2 separate regions of the Mus musculus genome follow, and region 2 is linked to region 1. A link is a contact called in public HiCAR-type data. All regions are on one chromosome and are shown on one strand. Each heading gives the region's core, a stretch centred on a gene start, on an enhancer-like site or on the middle of the called end of the contact. The rest is flanking DNA. Distances are from core to core; before and after follow the strand shown.

What was found. HiCAR-type assays count read pairs that join an accessible place to other places.
Region 2: a contact with region 1 is called in a HiCAR-type map of astrocytes, with 2.4 times the contacts expected there. The contact joins the promoter of Wdr11 here to the promoter of Tgfb1i1 in region 1. A contact is called at or near these places in 1 of 39 promoter capture datasets (hippocampal neurons) and 1 of 115 datasets of contacts at active chromatin or transcription factors (astrocytes).

Annotation. Positions count from the first base shown.
Region 1 is chr7:128,243,678-128,250,863 of GRCm38.p6, forward strand. Tgfb1i1 (transforming growth factor beta 1 induced transcript 1) reads left to right here and starts at 3,135. Exons shown (of 11, transcript NM_001289550.1): 1 at 3,135-3,331; 2 at 4,500-4,615; 3 at 4,743-4,795; 4 at 4,901-5,043; 5 at 5,210-5,297; 6 at 5,413-5,518; 7 at 5,623-5,817. The coding sequence starts at 3,319. Armc5 (armadillo repeat containing 5) reads left to right here. Exons shown (of 6, transcript NM_146205.2): 6 at 348-1,423. The coding sequence ends at 1,140.
Region 2 is chr7:129,588,039-129,595,224 of GRCm38.p6, forward strand. Wdr11 (WD repeat domain 11) reads left to right here and starts at 3,825. Exons shown (of 29, transcript NM_172255.3): 1 at 3,825-4,025; 2 at 4,938-5,049. The coding sequence starts at 3,940.

The sequences.
Region 1 (7,186 bases), core at 1,885-4,384:
CAGCCCTGCCCTCAGCTTGCTGAAAGACCCCTTCTGACCCCAGCCCTGCCCTCAGCTTGCTGAGACCCCTTCTGACCCCAGCCCTGCCCTCAGCTTGCTGAGACCCCTTCTGACCCCAGCCCTGCCCTCAGCTTGCTGAGACCCCTTCTGACCCCAGCCCTGCCCTCAGCTTGCTGAGACCCCTTCTGACCCCAGCCCTGCCCTCAGCTTGCTGAGACCCCTTCTGACCCCAGCCCTGCCCTCAGCTTGCTGAGACCCCTTCTGACCCCAGCCCTGCCCTCAGCTTGCTGAGACCCCTTCTGACCCCAGCCCTGCCCTCAGCTTGCTGAGACCCCTTCTCCCCACAGGAAGCCGACTCTGTGGCGCCGCTTACTTCTGGATCAGGGTGGCCTCCGCCTCCTCCTCACAGCACTAACGCAGCCAGCGCCACACCCACTCTTCCTCTTCTTTGCAGCAGACTCCCTGTCCTGTCTCCAAGGCCTGGTATCTCCCACTGCAAGCCCAGTCCCTCTACCTGCCCTGCCCTTGGAACTTGACTCACCTCCCCCTTGCCTCTACGAACCTCTGCTGGGTCCGGCCCCTGCCCCAGCTCCTGACCTGCACTTCGTTCTGGATTCAGGCCTACAGCTCCCTGCTCAGCGGGCTGCTTCAGCTGCTGCCTCCCCTTTCTTCCGGGCCCTGCTATCCGGCAGCTTTGCTGAAGCCCAGATGGATTTGGTGCCGCTTCGAGGCCTGTCCCCTGGTGCAGCGTGGCCTGTCTTACATCATTTGCATGGCTGCAGGGGCTGTGGGGCTGCTCTGGGGCCCGTACCCCCACCTGGTCAGCCCCTGCTGGGCTCCAAGGCCGAGGAAGCTCTAGAAGCTGCTGGCCGATTCTTACTGCCTGCACTGGAGGAAGAGCTAGAAGAAGCTGTGGGCCGCATCCACTTGAGTCCCCGGGGTGGCCCGGAGTCAGTGGGCGAGGTATTCCGTTTAGGCCGGCCCCGGCTGGCTGCCCACTGTGCACGATGGACACTAGAACCAGGGCAGTGCCCAAGAAAAAGGGCCCTGGCCCTTACGGGGCTCGTGGAAGCAGCAGGCGAGGAGGCAGGGCCCCTCACTGAGGCTTTGCTGGCTGTGGTAATGGGGATTGAGTCATAGTGCATATGCCCTAGGCTAAACTATTGGCATCCCTGGGAGAGGACCCAAGGGATGAGTTGGCTGTAAAGGAGGCTTCTCTCAGCCTGAGAGAAGACTGCAGAAGGCGCTATCCTCAGGGACGGAAGAGAAAATGGAACTGGATCCCAGGATGAAGATCTAACGATCCATAACTCAAAAGCCAATACCAGAGTCTGTGCAGGAGTCCAAGGGACAGCTCAGGCCCAGGGTCTGGCCTGACTCAGCACTATGGTATTGAAATTAAACACCTGAGATTTGAACACTGCTGCTGTGTGGGGTCGTCTGTGTGCTTTCCCCTGGGGGGGTACCCCACCCACTTACCTGCTGAGAGCTCCTCGATTTGACTCAGGCCATCTGGGTTTCAGGGTTCAAAAAAGCATCTCCTGAGGGCTACTACAGACCTGGGGTATGGTGGGTTTTCTCTAGGATGGAGTTTTGAGCCCCAGTGGAGGCCTGCTTTCTGTTTATAAGTCCTCATTGCTTAGACACAGCCACCCATCTAAATACATAACCTGGCCAGGGTTAAGAGGTTTGGGCTGGGTACTTGTGTGGAGCATGGCAGAACACTTCTGTCTTCTGACTGTCCTTTACCTGTCAGGCTGTGTCTGTTCCGAGCTCTTGAGCCAGTTTTTTCAAAAACCATTTATTAGTGTAGTAGGTATGTGCAGGCCGTGCTCCCTATGTGGAAGTCGGGACAACTTGAAGGGAACCATTCTCGGCTTCCATCATCTGGCCCTAGGGACCAAATTCAGGGCATCTGGCTTGGCAGAAAATACTTTACCTGCTGAGCCATCTTATCGGTCCAAGCCAGTTAAATGTCAACTGCTTAGTGGGAAACCTGCTATGTTCGTATGGTTTCTGAGGCCCATTCTTAGTCACTTTCAGAGAAAGCCCCTCTGCTGGCACACGGGTGAAGGAAGGGTTCCCTTGCCTGGGCTCTCAAGAGCCCTAGACTAAGCCTGCCAGGGCCTGGGCATTTCAGAAAGGTGAGGTAAGATGGTTCTTGCTGACCCTGAGCCTCTGGGGTTTCAAATCTCTGCCTAGGTTATGCATTAGGGTGTGCTGTGGTGGCACACACCTTTAATCCCAGCATGGAGGAGGCAGACCCAAGAGTACCTCTTTGGAGTTCTAGGACAGTTCCATAGTGAGATCCTAACTTTTGAAAAAAATGTACTTAGGCCTGGTCCCTTTCTGGTTGATTTAGGCTGGCATGGAGGGCTATGCTGGGCTTCAGTATTTTTACCAAATTTCCCAGGTTCTGACTTGCTCCAGAGTTGGGGCCCCACATTCTATGGCTTAGATCTGTCCTCCAGGATGCCTGCAAGACAGCAGCCATCTGTCCATACCCATCTCCAGGTGTTTCCAACTTGACTTCTTTAGGGGTCAGTTCACAGACAGCTTCATATCACTCTGTGGCTGGTCAGTGGCGTTTTCTTCTCTTTCACCAGTACCTTAGGAAAGGGTTATTTTGGAACGGGCTCTGGTCACCTCCTCCGTGTTAGGAATGGGTTTGTTATCCTGGGAGTTTACATGGGGTTAAGGTCTGAGGTTTGCTTTCCCTGTTCTGTGTATCTATTCCCAGGTCTGTCTTTCAGGGAAAGTCCTGCCTTAGAGTCTGGATCTCTGTTCTCTGTGAGACATTTCTTATTATGTATGCCTCCTGCCGTTAGGCTGGCAGTCAAAACCTGTAGTCTGCCAGATCCTTAGAATGTCACTCCTGCCTCTAACCAAATTCCGCAAGTCTTTTTAAAATGCCCAGGGTGCGAGCGGGGCCCTACTTTGAACTCTGCTGGCTTTGGGAGGTGCGGGCTTGGGGCCCTCCGTTTATGAGACTCCTTAGGCAGGAGCTATGGAAGAACCACTCTGACTTGGTTTCAGCTTTAGGGACTCGCTGCCGCTGAGGCAAAGGCTGGGGTGTGGCCTCCTCTAAACAGAGCCACAAAGCTGGATTGGGTGGGCCCTAGTGCTGTCTTTCTTCATGTCTCCATGCTCCCCCTTCATCGCTCCCCCCCCCCCCACTGTATCCCAGCGGGTCCCGGCTTCCATACATGGTCACGGCCCTGCTTCTAACTCCCTGACGTCCCCCCCCTCCCCGTCCTCCGCCCCCACCGGACACGGCCCCCGCCCTACTCTCCCCAAGCTGTCCGCCAGCGCACCGCCATGGAGGACCTGGGTGAGTGAGGAGATCCCCCTAGCCTCTCATCCTTCCCCGCATCTATCCCCTTCCCAACTCACACTTCTTCCCCATCTCAGCTTTCTCTCTCCATTTTCTCGCCTCAGCCTGCCTGTGCCTCCCTCCCAAATCCACATACCCTTTCCTGCCTCTCCCTTTCCTGCCTCGCTTGCGACAAGCCGCTCCCTCCGTTCTTCCCTGGCTCTCTCTGCTCACTCAATCCTGCTTGTGCAATGGACAAAGTGTTGAGGCACCCACGGGGGCCTGGATTCAGAGACTCTGGGTAGGAAGGGGTTAAGAGATCACTGAGTCCCGGGACTGGGAAAATAGACTAGAGAGGAGAGTGTGACCTGGAGTTTCGGAGATGAAAAGGACCTATATCAGGGTTTCAAGAAGAGTTGAGTGCTCCCAGGTAGAGCAGAGGTCAAGAAAGTCCTCAGGGCAAGAAAGAGAATAATAGAGAATGCCAGGGTTATAGAAAGAAGTCTAAGGCTTCTACCGTAGAGGCTCGGAGAAGAGTAAAGGGACGGGGCGTAGATAAAGCGCCCCAGGCATCTCGTCCCCTCTATTCGCCTAGGCTGAGACTAGAAGACTCTGCTCTTCGTGGCAGAATTTCTAGATCCAGCAGCAGAGGGCGCTCGTCAATAATAGTACATGGATAAGACGTACACCAAAAAGCCGCTCCCTGCCAGGGCCACTTAAAGGACAGGGCTAGACTTCAGTGTGGCCAAGTGGACCAAGCTGGGGAGAAGTAGTAAGTATGTCACAGCAAACATCTAATCAGGAAGTTGGGTGTCAAACATACAGCCGATTGAACAATTTGGGTACAGTAAGAGACAATCTGGGCTGCACCAGAAAAGATGGAGAGAATAAAAGATCATTAGTTGGTTTGTACTTGGCTCCCAGGGTAAGTCAAGGGAGAGGTCTGATCATAAATACCCCGCCACCCCATCCCTCCCCCTCCGCCCCTCCATCCCCACTCCCCCCGCGCTACTATTCTACTTTTTTGCCTTGGTCTGACCCTGTGAGTATGGTTTTGGCCGCTGCCTTTAACACCGGCTTTCTACCTTTTAAAACACGGACACTTGAAATCCTTTATACTCTAACCTCTTAAGACCTTGACATCCCCTCCTTCCCAAACTCTCACCCTGAGGGCCTCTCACCACAGATGCCCTGCTCTCTGACCTGGAGACCACCACTTCACACATGTCACGGTTAGGGGCTCCAAAAGAGCGCCCACCAGAGACACTCACACCTCCCCCACCCTATGGCCACCAGCCACAGGTGAGATGAGATTTTGGGTTCTGGGGGTAGCCATTAGGGCCTGGGTTGGTCTGGGCTAGGGGACATCAGAGTCTGAGTGAGGCAAGGAACATGACTGTCCTTCCACAAATACCTCTACTCTCTATAGACAGGGTCTGGAGAATCTTCAGGAACCACTGGGGACAAGGATCATCTATACAGGTGAGGGGCCTGGGAACTGGGCTAGGAAGATGGGGAAGCCAGTTTCAGTTCAGAGGAGGGGACTCGGATTCCCTACCCTAAACCCAGGTTCCCTCCTGCCCTTAGCACAGTATGCAAGCCTCGGTCCCCAAAGCCTGTGGCCCCTGTGGCTCCTCCATTCTCCTCTTCCAGTGGTGTGTTGGGCAATGGCCTCTGTGAGCTAGACCGTTTGCTTCAGGAACTTAATGCCACCCAGTTCAACATTACAGGTACCAGGGTTACCGAGACAGTCTTGGATGGCTTGGGGACAGGGCAAAGAAGGGCAGAGTCTAAGGGACTCAAACTGTCCGAGGAGCCATTAAAGGACGGGAAGCCTTCACTGGGAGGGTGGACTGATATGGGCTCCTTGCCAGTGTTGTTCTCTCATCTCTCCAGATGAAATCATGTCTCAGTTCCCATCTAGTAAAATGGCTGAAGGGGAAGAGAAGGAGGACCAATCTGAAGACAAGAGCTCACCCACTGTGTGAGTTTGGTAGAGTGGGCAGGGCTGGGAAGCGGATGATGGGTCCTGCATGCCTGACTTACCAGAGGGGTGTTAGGCTGGCAGGTTCTGAGGTGATTCACGGTGTCCTCCACAGCCCTCCCAGCCCATTCCCTGCCCCCTCAAAGCCTTCAGCCACCTCCGCCACTCAGGAACTGGATAGACTGATGGCCTCGCTCTCTGACTTCCGTGTTCAGAACCATGTGAGTCTGCAAGGATTTTGGTCCGTGTCACTTTGTGGCTCACCAATCCAGTCGTGATGCTTCCAGTCTGTGGCTTTGTTGACTCAGTGTCCTCTTTACTGCAGCTTCCAGCCTCAGGGCCACCTCAGCCTCCAGCAGCGAGCCCCACCCGTGAAGGATGCCCATCTCCACCAGGACAGACTAGCAAAGGCAGTCTGGACACCATGCTGGGCCTGCTGCAGTCTGACCTCAGCCGTCGTGGTGTCCCCACACAGGCCAAAGGCCTCTGTGGCTCCTGCAATAAACCTATAGCTGGGCAAGTAAGTTCAGTACCTTGAGCAGTGGCATATACTCACATATCCACCTTTAAGAATCAGACTGGCGTGGTGGTGCACACCATTAACCCCAGCACTCAGGAGGCAGAGGCAGGCGGATTTCTGAGTTCGAGGCCAGCCTGGTCTACAAAGTGAGTTCCAGGGACAGCCAGGGCTATACAGAGAAACCCTGTCTCGAAAAAACCAAAAACAAACAAACAAAAAAAAGAATCAGACTTTGTGGTTTTTCCCTTTTAAAATGTTTCCTCACTCTTTGAGAATTTAATGCATGTACAGGTTAGATACAAAGTGAGATTCGTGTTAGATACAATGTATCTTAACACCTTCCTCTATTTCTTCCAGTGCCCCTTTATATTCCCAACTTCATGTCATCTTTTTTTTTTTTTTTTAAAAAAAGTCTACCAGGTACAGTTAGTGCTTCCAGTGTGTGAATGGGTGTAGGGCCATCCTTTGGAGCACTGGCCCCTGCCAGGGGCTACATCCCTGAAGAAAACAAGTGCCGTCACCTAGGAGCCAACAACTGCCAATCACTCCTCAGCTAGGGGAAGGGCTAAATGAGCCCCTTCCTCATTCTTGCTGGAATTTTGACTGGCTCCATACTGTGTAGGTCTCATGAAGGATCTACAGCTCATGAGCGTGTGAGTGCACCAGCCAGGCATGCTGAGAAAGCACAGCTTCACAGCTGTCAACCTCTGGCTCTTACAACCTGGCCACGCCCTGTTCCGTGATGCTCGCTGAGCCTTGTGGGGACACTGTGGGAGATAAATGCTCCAATTAGGACTGTGTGTTTGCCCCTTTCAATGAGTATCTTGAAATGGAATTTGTTTTTCCTTGTGATGTTGAGGCCAGAACTTAGACCCTTGCATTTGTTAGATAGACTTCCCCTCACTAAGCTTTGCCCTAACTCTTGGGACAGGTGTACTGGAATTATAGGGATGCACGGCCCCTTCCCAGGTTATATGTAATTCTTGGAGATTGAATCCAAGACTGTGTGTGTGCTAAGTGATCAGTCTACCACCTCTAGCCCAACCCTTGGGATTTTGAGACAAGGTCTTATGTACTATGTAGCACAGGCTGCCCTAAAACCCATGATTGTGCCCCCTTTACCTCCCAAGTTCTAGAAATTTTAGCATGTGCTACTATGCCCACCTGAAATGGACATTATTATTTATATTTTATGTGTTTTTTGAAAAAAAATTTGAGGGAGTGTCTCACTGTAACCTAGGTTGACCAGAAGCTCACTCTGTAGCCCAGACTGGCCTTGAACTCAGGGCTATCATCGTCCTCCTCAAGCCTTCTAAGTGCTGGATGTACAGGAGTGAGCCACCATGCCCAGCTATGGTTTATGTTTCCT
Region 2 (7,186 bases), core at 2,575-5,074, 1.3 Mb after region 1:
GTCATGCACACAAGCTTCTGGCATTTTGGCTAGACTCCACTCCCACAGTTATCTGACTATAGTCAAGTATGCTCCTCCCCATAGTTACCTGGCAACAGCAAGGTAGCCCAGCCCACTCTAAAAGGGGCTGCTTGATCTCTCCTCACTTGCTTTAAGCTCTCACCTTTCTTACTCTAATCTCTAGCCCTCCTTCTCTCTCCCTCCCCCTCCCCACGTGGCCATGGCCTGCCTCTCTCCCTCTTTCCATCTTCTCTCTTTCCCCCTGCCTTTCTACAATAAAGCTCTAAAACCATAGACTGTCTCTGCTCATCAAGGCCTGCCATGCTTGAACGATGGGACAGGTTTTCCCCTAACGAGCCGTGTCTAACCTCTCGACAGAAGACTCCTGTGCTCCAGCCATGGACCTGACCAAGGACTCTCACCCTCATGGGAACCACCCAGCACCCTCTCTCTCCCTGCCTTCTCCTCCTTTCGGCTCCAGGACTGACTGAGCCGCCCCTGGGGCCCCCATTTTGTTCTCAGCTCTTCCATGGTGTCCAGCAGTGTCTGGGATGCCCGAGACTGAGAACCTGTTATCTCTGGCCTCTATGAGGTCCAGAGACCTAGGACTTCCCCTTGTCCACCCCCAATGGGCTGGGTCCGTAGCTTCCCACAGTTGGACACACACACGTGGAAAGCGTGCAGCAATCCTCTGTGTCTGCCTGCCCAGAGCACCAGAACTCTGGCAGGACTCGGGTTTTCTCCCACTCCCTTTATTCCTCCACACCCACTGCCCCACATGCATGCATGCACACATGCACACGTGAACACACATGCACATATATGTATGCACGCATACATGCATATACCTACTTGAGCTATATAATTCCTTATATTTTAAAAGGTTGTTTGTATAGGTCAGGGCAGCCTAAGTCCATGCTCCTGTCCAACACTGGCCAGGAAAACTCTTCCTCTGGTCTGTTCGAAATGGATTGAATAAAGACAACCTTCATTTGACAAGTACTTAGAAGGAGGTTTTGTCAAGAGGACTGACATAAACTAGAGGCCAGCCTTGAGCTACATAGTGAGTTGTGGGCCACTCTGCTGCTACACAGTGAGTTCTGGGCCAGCCTGGGGGAAGAGGAAAATGAGAAAAAGAAAGAGAAAGGGATACAGAGTGAGGGAGGGGGAGGGGAAAAGAAAAGGAAGAGGAGGGGAAGGGGGAAAAGGAAGGGGAAGAGACAGATAAGGAAGGGAAAGGGAAGAGGGAGGGGAAGAGGAGAAGGGAGGAGAGGGGAGAGGAAGGAGAAGAGGGAAAGAGTGAGGGAGAGAGGGAGAGATGCATAGATAGATAGATAGATAGATAGATAGATAGATAGATAGATAGGTAGATAGATAGATAGATAGATAGATAGATAGATAGATAGATAGATACATGGTAGACAGAGAGATGATATCCCTTGTAGGCCAATAATTCTTTCAATATTGCCCCTGTATTCATTGAAATGATCTGATAGCCCTCATTTTAAAGCTGGCTGTCATGGTGTTTGTGTCTTGGAGGCTCACAAGCCAAATTGGACTCTATTTTCACCCAAATCCTTATCAATTCTTCTCTTGCAAGCCATGCCTTCAAAAAGAAAGGTCTTTATCTGCTAAAATGATATCTTAGAGGAAGCAATGCAGTCACTGAAAACAGCAGGCCTTGTTTTATGCCTATCAGTAAATAAACAAGGAATTATAGGAAGCTAAGTGTTACGTTAAGGCTTTGTAAATGTTTGGTCTAATTTAATCCTTTTCTCTGCCACAATAACAGGGGGAAGGAGTTTGTATTAGTGCAGGTTCTATCTCTCTGACAGAACACTATGATCAAGGCAACTTAGGAAAGACAAAGTTTATCTAGACTTACAGTTCTGGAGGGATAAGCATCAATCAAGGCAGGGAATTATGGCAACAGGCAAGATGGAGGAACACATGAGAACTACATTTCAAACCACAAGCAGAAAGCAGAGAAAACAAACTTGAGATGGTCTATCTAAGCCTTTAAACTCTCAAAATCTGTCCCCAGTGACACACTTCCTCCATCCAGGCCAGACCTCCTGAACCTACGAAACAACCGACAACTGAAAAATCAAATGCTCTAATGCTCAGGATGGTGAGGGACGTCTCACTGAAGCCAGCACAGAGGCTGAAAGGAGTTAAAGATGCTTCTCAGAGTCACAATGAGTGACCTAAAGCCCTCAGTAACACCGACCTTCCATGAGCCCCTTGAAGATGCAGGAGAAGAGGGACATTCATGTAGATTTTTACATATGCAAGCACTGAGCAGGACTATCAGCAGGGTTCCAAGAGTCATCATGCTATGCAGTTTCAGTAACTAAAAATACAGATGAAATCTACATATATAGTAAAGAATATCAAAAGAACAACTTACCAACATTTGTTTCATTTCATCATTTTTTAAGATTTCCTTTCATTTCAACTATGTGTTTATGTGAGGGTATGTTCTTGTGTAGGAGCAGGAGCACTAGAGTCTAGAAGGGTGTGAACCCTGGGAGTTGGAATTACAGGTGGTTGTGAGCTGTCTCACTCTGGTGCTGGAGAACACACTTAAGTCCTCTTAACTGCAGCCTTTGACTTTGCTGGGAATATTTGCGTAGCCAATTGACTCAAGGTTCATGTTGACATTTATGGAACGACAGTGGTTTTTTTATATACATCTTATATGTTTTAATATAAATCTTATATATAAATATTGTAATATAATCTATATATAAACATAGTATGTATTTATATTATGTATGTATATTTTATAATACTACATATTATAATATATAATTTCTATAATGTATTGTGCTATATATCATATAATATACATATCATAAAATATATTTCTATATTATATGTTTATTCAACACATACTTTTGTATATTTTAATAAACATTATATATGTATATATATATGAAAAGGAACTTCAATTTATAATAAACGAAGAATACTTATAACTCAGAAGTGAAAAGACAAAGTGAGCTAAAATATCCCAATAGGGTATTTTTAAAAATAATTACAAATGGCTAAATTGCTGCTAAAAGACACTCAACATCTTTACTCACTGAGTCTTCCTCACCTCACTTGTGTGTTGGCCAGATTTCCAAATCTGAAACAAGCACCCGAGATACTCAGTCTCTAAAGGACAATATCTCGGAGCTTCTAGTCCATGCCTGGTTTGCCCCATTGTTCTTGAACCTATACCATGGTGACGATGCACAGCAAGATGGCAAAACCTTTCACTTCATGGGCCACAAAAAATAAGGAGGAAAAGACCAGGGTCCAACAATTCCCTTCAACAGCACCTCCCACCCCAACCTGGGCGCTTCTCCTAGTGATCTAAAAACCTCCCAATGGGCCCTTCTTCCTAAAGTAGGGAAAATCACGTTTTTTAATACATGGTCCTTTGGGAGCGAGTTATGCAAACCCTATTAGCCAGGATAGTTATCACATAATAAAAAGAGAACAAACATTAGTGAGCATTAGTGAGTAGACAGTCACTGTGTCTTCTCATGCAGGACCCTTCTACAACAAACAGTGGCTGGCAATGGTAGTTGCCCTAAATTAACATATCAAAGGCAGAAAAGCAAACTGGGAGTTTTATTGTTTTGTTTTCACGATTTCCAGCAATCTTTCTCCCAAAAGGAAGAAAGCAGATGCGACTGGTAGCAGAACCCCTCTTCCATGCTTAGCTCCAACCCACACTCCATGGGATTCACTTGAGTTTCGGAACTTTGGAGAGGGAGGAACCTAGAAGTCCTAGTTCCTGGAGAGACGACGGACTATTGGAAGGAGGAACCTGGGATTTCACGGAACCCAACTGCTGGCGCGGACGCGACTACCCGGACTTTGGAACGGAAGAGCTGCTCGTGTCGCTTCCTGCCTGCCGGTGGGGAGGGCCGGGGTGCCGCCGCGATGTTACCCTACACCGTAAACTTCAAGGTGTCAGCGCGCACCCTCACCGGGGCTCTCAACGCGCACAACAAGGCGGCGGTGGACTGGTGAGGGCAGTGCTTCCGGCCTCGGCCGCAGTTCGCGAGGGGACGGGGAAGAACACTGGGCTTCCGGTTTTCCTCGCCTAGACCGCGGCCAGCGTCCCACAGCTCGCAGATTTGCTTTTAGTTGAGACATTTGTGTTGTCCTATAAGTCGCAAATGCCTGGAGCCGGCAGGTCCTCGGTGCAGACAGTTTCAGTCCTGGGTTCTTTCTCCGCATCTCATTCCTTTACTGTCCCCATTTCCTCTTCCCCAGCCTGCACCCGGGAGGGCTTCTCTCCTTGTCTCCTTTTCTCTTCCTGGTCCTGACTCTTTCTTACTCTTTCAGACTCCTCTTTTTCACTTAGATGCATTCAACAATGCCCCAAACTGTGTCCTGTCACTTACCTACTCCCACTTTTATCTTTACTGGTTCCCGTGAAGCACGGCCTCCACAGCCAGTTCTCTTTCCACAGTGAAATAACACCCAGGTTCTGAGAACTAACCATGTGAGGCAAATCCTATTACTGTTGTGCTAGGAATGTTGCTGCGGAGGCTGAGACCTCTCATGTACTTTTTTATCTGATTGAAAGGACTAAGACTAGTCACTCATCCTAGGGGCATTGTGGATTCTATGTTGTTATAAAAAATAAATGTTATTAAATGCTGAATAAGACAGCATGTGTTCATACAAAACCAGCCCAGATTGGTTTTGCACATCAGAGCTCTTTGTAGATATCTTTTAGAACTGTTGATCTGAGTGAAAATGAGTCTCAATAAATATTTGTAAACTTAGCTGGGGGTGTTTTGTAAATGGAACAATATCACAAGCCTTTCACTTTAAGAAGTACTACTAATAATGGCACATGTGAACTAGATTTGTTTATGATAGGCAAAGTTGAGTCGCTTTGTTTTATATTTTAACACTTGTTTCGCCAGGGGCTGGCAAGGTTTAATTGCATATGGATGCCATTCACTGGTGGTAGTGATCGATTCCAATACTGCCCAAACTCTACAAGTTCTAGAAAAACATAAAGCTGATATTGTTAAGGTAAGTTAAGTCACACATCAGCCCCATAACCTCAAGTTTAATACGTCATCAGGTTCTCATTAAGTCATAGATATAAATACAATTATCTAGGGTTGCCTAGCATTTACATACCCATGACTTAATGTCAATCCAGAATACATTGTTAAGTGCTAGTTCTGGGGCACTTTGAAAAGGTGAGTGGAAATACCAGTTCTGTCATTTACCATAGCACCCCCTCATCCATTAGTTTTGAACACTGACTACCATGTGCTAAGAAAATATAAAGTGTAACTGTCTTTGTGGGTGTGAGTCACACTGTGGTTTTGATTTGTGATTTCATGGCGAATATAATCTGTGATTTCATGAACATCTTTTCATAGACTTGCTGGTTATTTGTGTGTCTTTGTAAAAGCCCTGTGACCGTTTGTATATGCTCGGCCCAGGGAGTGGCACTATTAGAAGGTGTGGCCCTGTTGGAGTAGGTGTGTCACTGTGGATGTGGGCTTTAAGACCCTCATTCTAGCTGCTTGGAAGTCAGTGTTTTACTAGCAGCTTTCAAATGAAAATGTAGAACTCTCATCTCCTCCTGCACCATGCCTGCCTGGACTCTGCCATGCTCCAGCCTTGATGATAATGGACTGAACCTCAGAACCTGTGAGCCAGCCCCAATTAAATGTTGTCCTTATAAGAGCTGCCTTGGTCATGGTGTCTGTTCACATTAGTAATTAAGTAACTAAGAAAAATGCCTACTCTGATTCTTGGCCCACTTTGAAATGTGTTGCCTTGTTACTATTAAATCGTGACCTGAATGAGCCCCTTATCAGACGCATAACCTGCAGATATTTTCTCTTATTATTTGGTCTTCTTTTCATTTCTTTTGACAGTGCCTTTTCAAGAACAAATGGTTTTAATTTTGATATAATTTATTCTTTATTTTACTTTTCCATTTATTTGTGCTATATCCAAGGAATCACTGGTTTCTCCAACATCAAGCAATTTACAAGTTTATTTTTAGCTTTTTATTTCAGTCCTTGATAAATTTTAAGTTAATTTTTGTATTTGGTATGAAGTTGAGGGAAACTATATCATAGGACATATTCACTTATGTCCTATGGTCTTGATAAACTTACTTATTAGAACTAGTAATTTTGGGCTGGATTTTTAGACATAGATATAACCATGACATCTGCTAACCAGAGCAATTTAATTCAGTAATTTCCACTTGCTTATTTTTGTTTTTCTTTCCATATTGCATTGGCCAGGACCTCTAACTTCAGTGAGTCAGAATGCTAAGTGGTACTTCTATAGCTTAGGGGAAGGCATCCAGGCTTTCATCATTAAGTTTTATATAAAGTAGAGAGGTTTTAATTTGAGGTTTTCAAGGAGAGAAGTGTTGTCACCTCCCCTTTCTCTTTCCTCTTTTGTCTTTTCTGGAGTTTCATTTATGTGTAGACTTGGGCTTCAATTTGATAAGTCTGTTTTCTTCTGAACCTGAAGAAATTATTGTCAATTCTTGAAGTGAATATCTTGGTTAATTTTATCAGCTTTTGTTGGTGTGAGGAAATATTTTGCCTTTGGTTCTTTTTTTGTTTGTTTTGTTTTAAATATTCTCAAAGGACATAAGATTTCTGGGTTGGTAGTTTAATTTTCTAGAAGTAATTTTAAAATACCACTTCATTATCTTCTAGCTCACATTACTGATGAGAAATTCTTTCTTGGGTTCTTTCTATGAATTGTACCTTCCTATGTTCTCTCTGTTTTCTGTAGCTTGGTGTGCATAGTTGATTATGCAGACGTTTATAAATAAGTGTCTTAGAAGTTATGTAAATAGACCTCAGTGCTGTAACTTCATACATGCACACACGTTTCTTCCTATTCAGAGTAATTATATCCCATAATGTCATTGCAGACATGGAGTTAGGAAATACTAACTCATTGTTTTCTAAGCAGTCAGCTTCCTGTGACCCTCTGGACACACATTGTATCACCTCATCAGTACATAGCCTTTGTGTATTCCTGTTCCTACCTAAATTGAATTCATTACCAACAGCTGCATCTCTGAACAGAGCTACTTCACACTTTTTTTCTGGTTAGGCACATTGTAACCTCTTGCATGCAGCCACAGTAAGGAGCAGTATGCTAGGGACCATTTTAAATA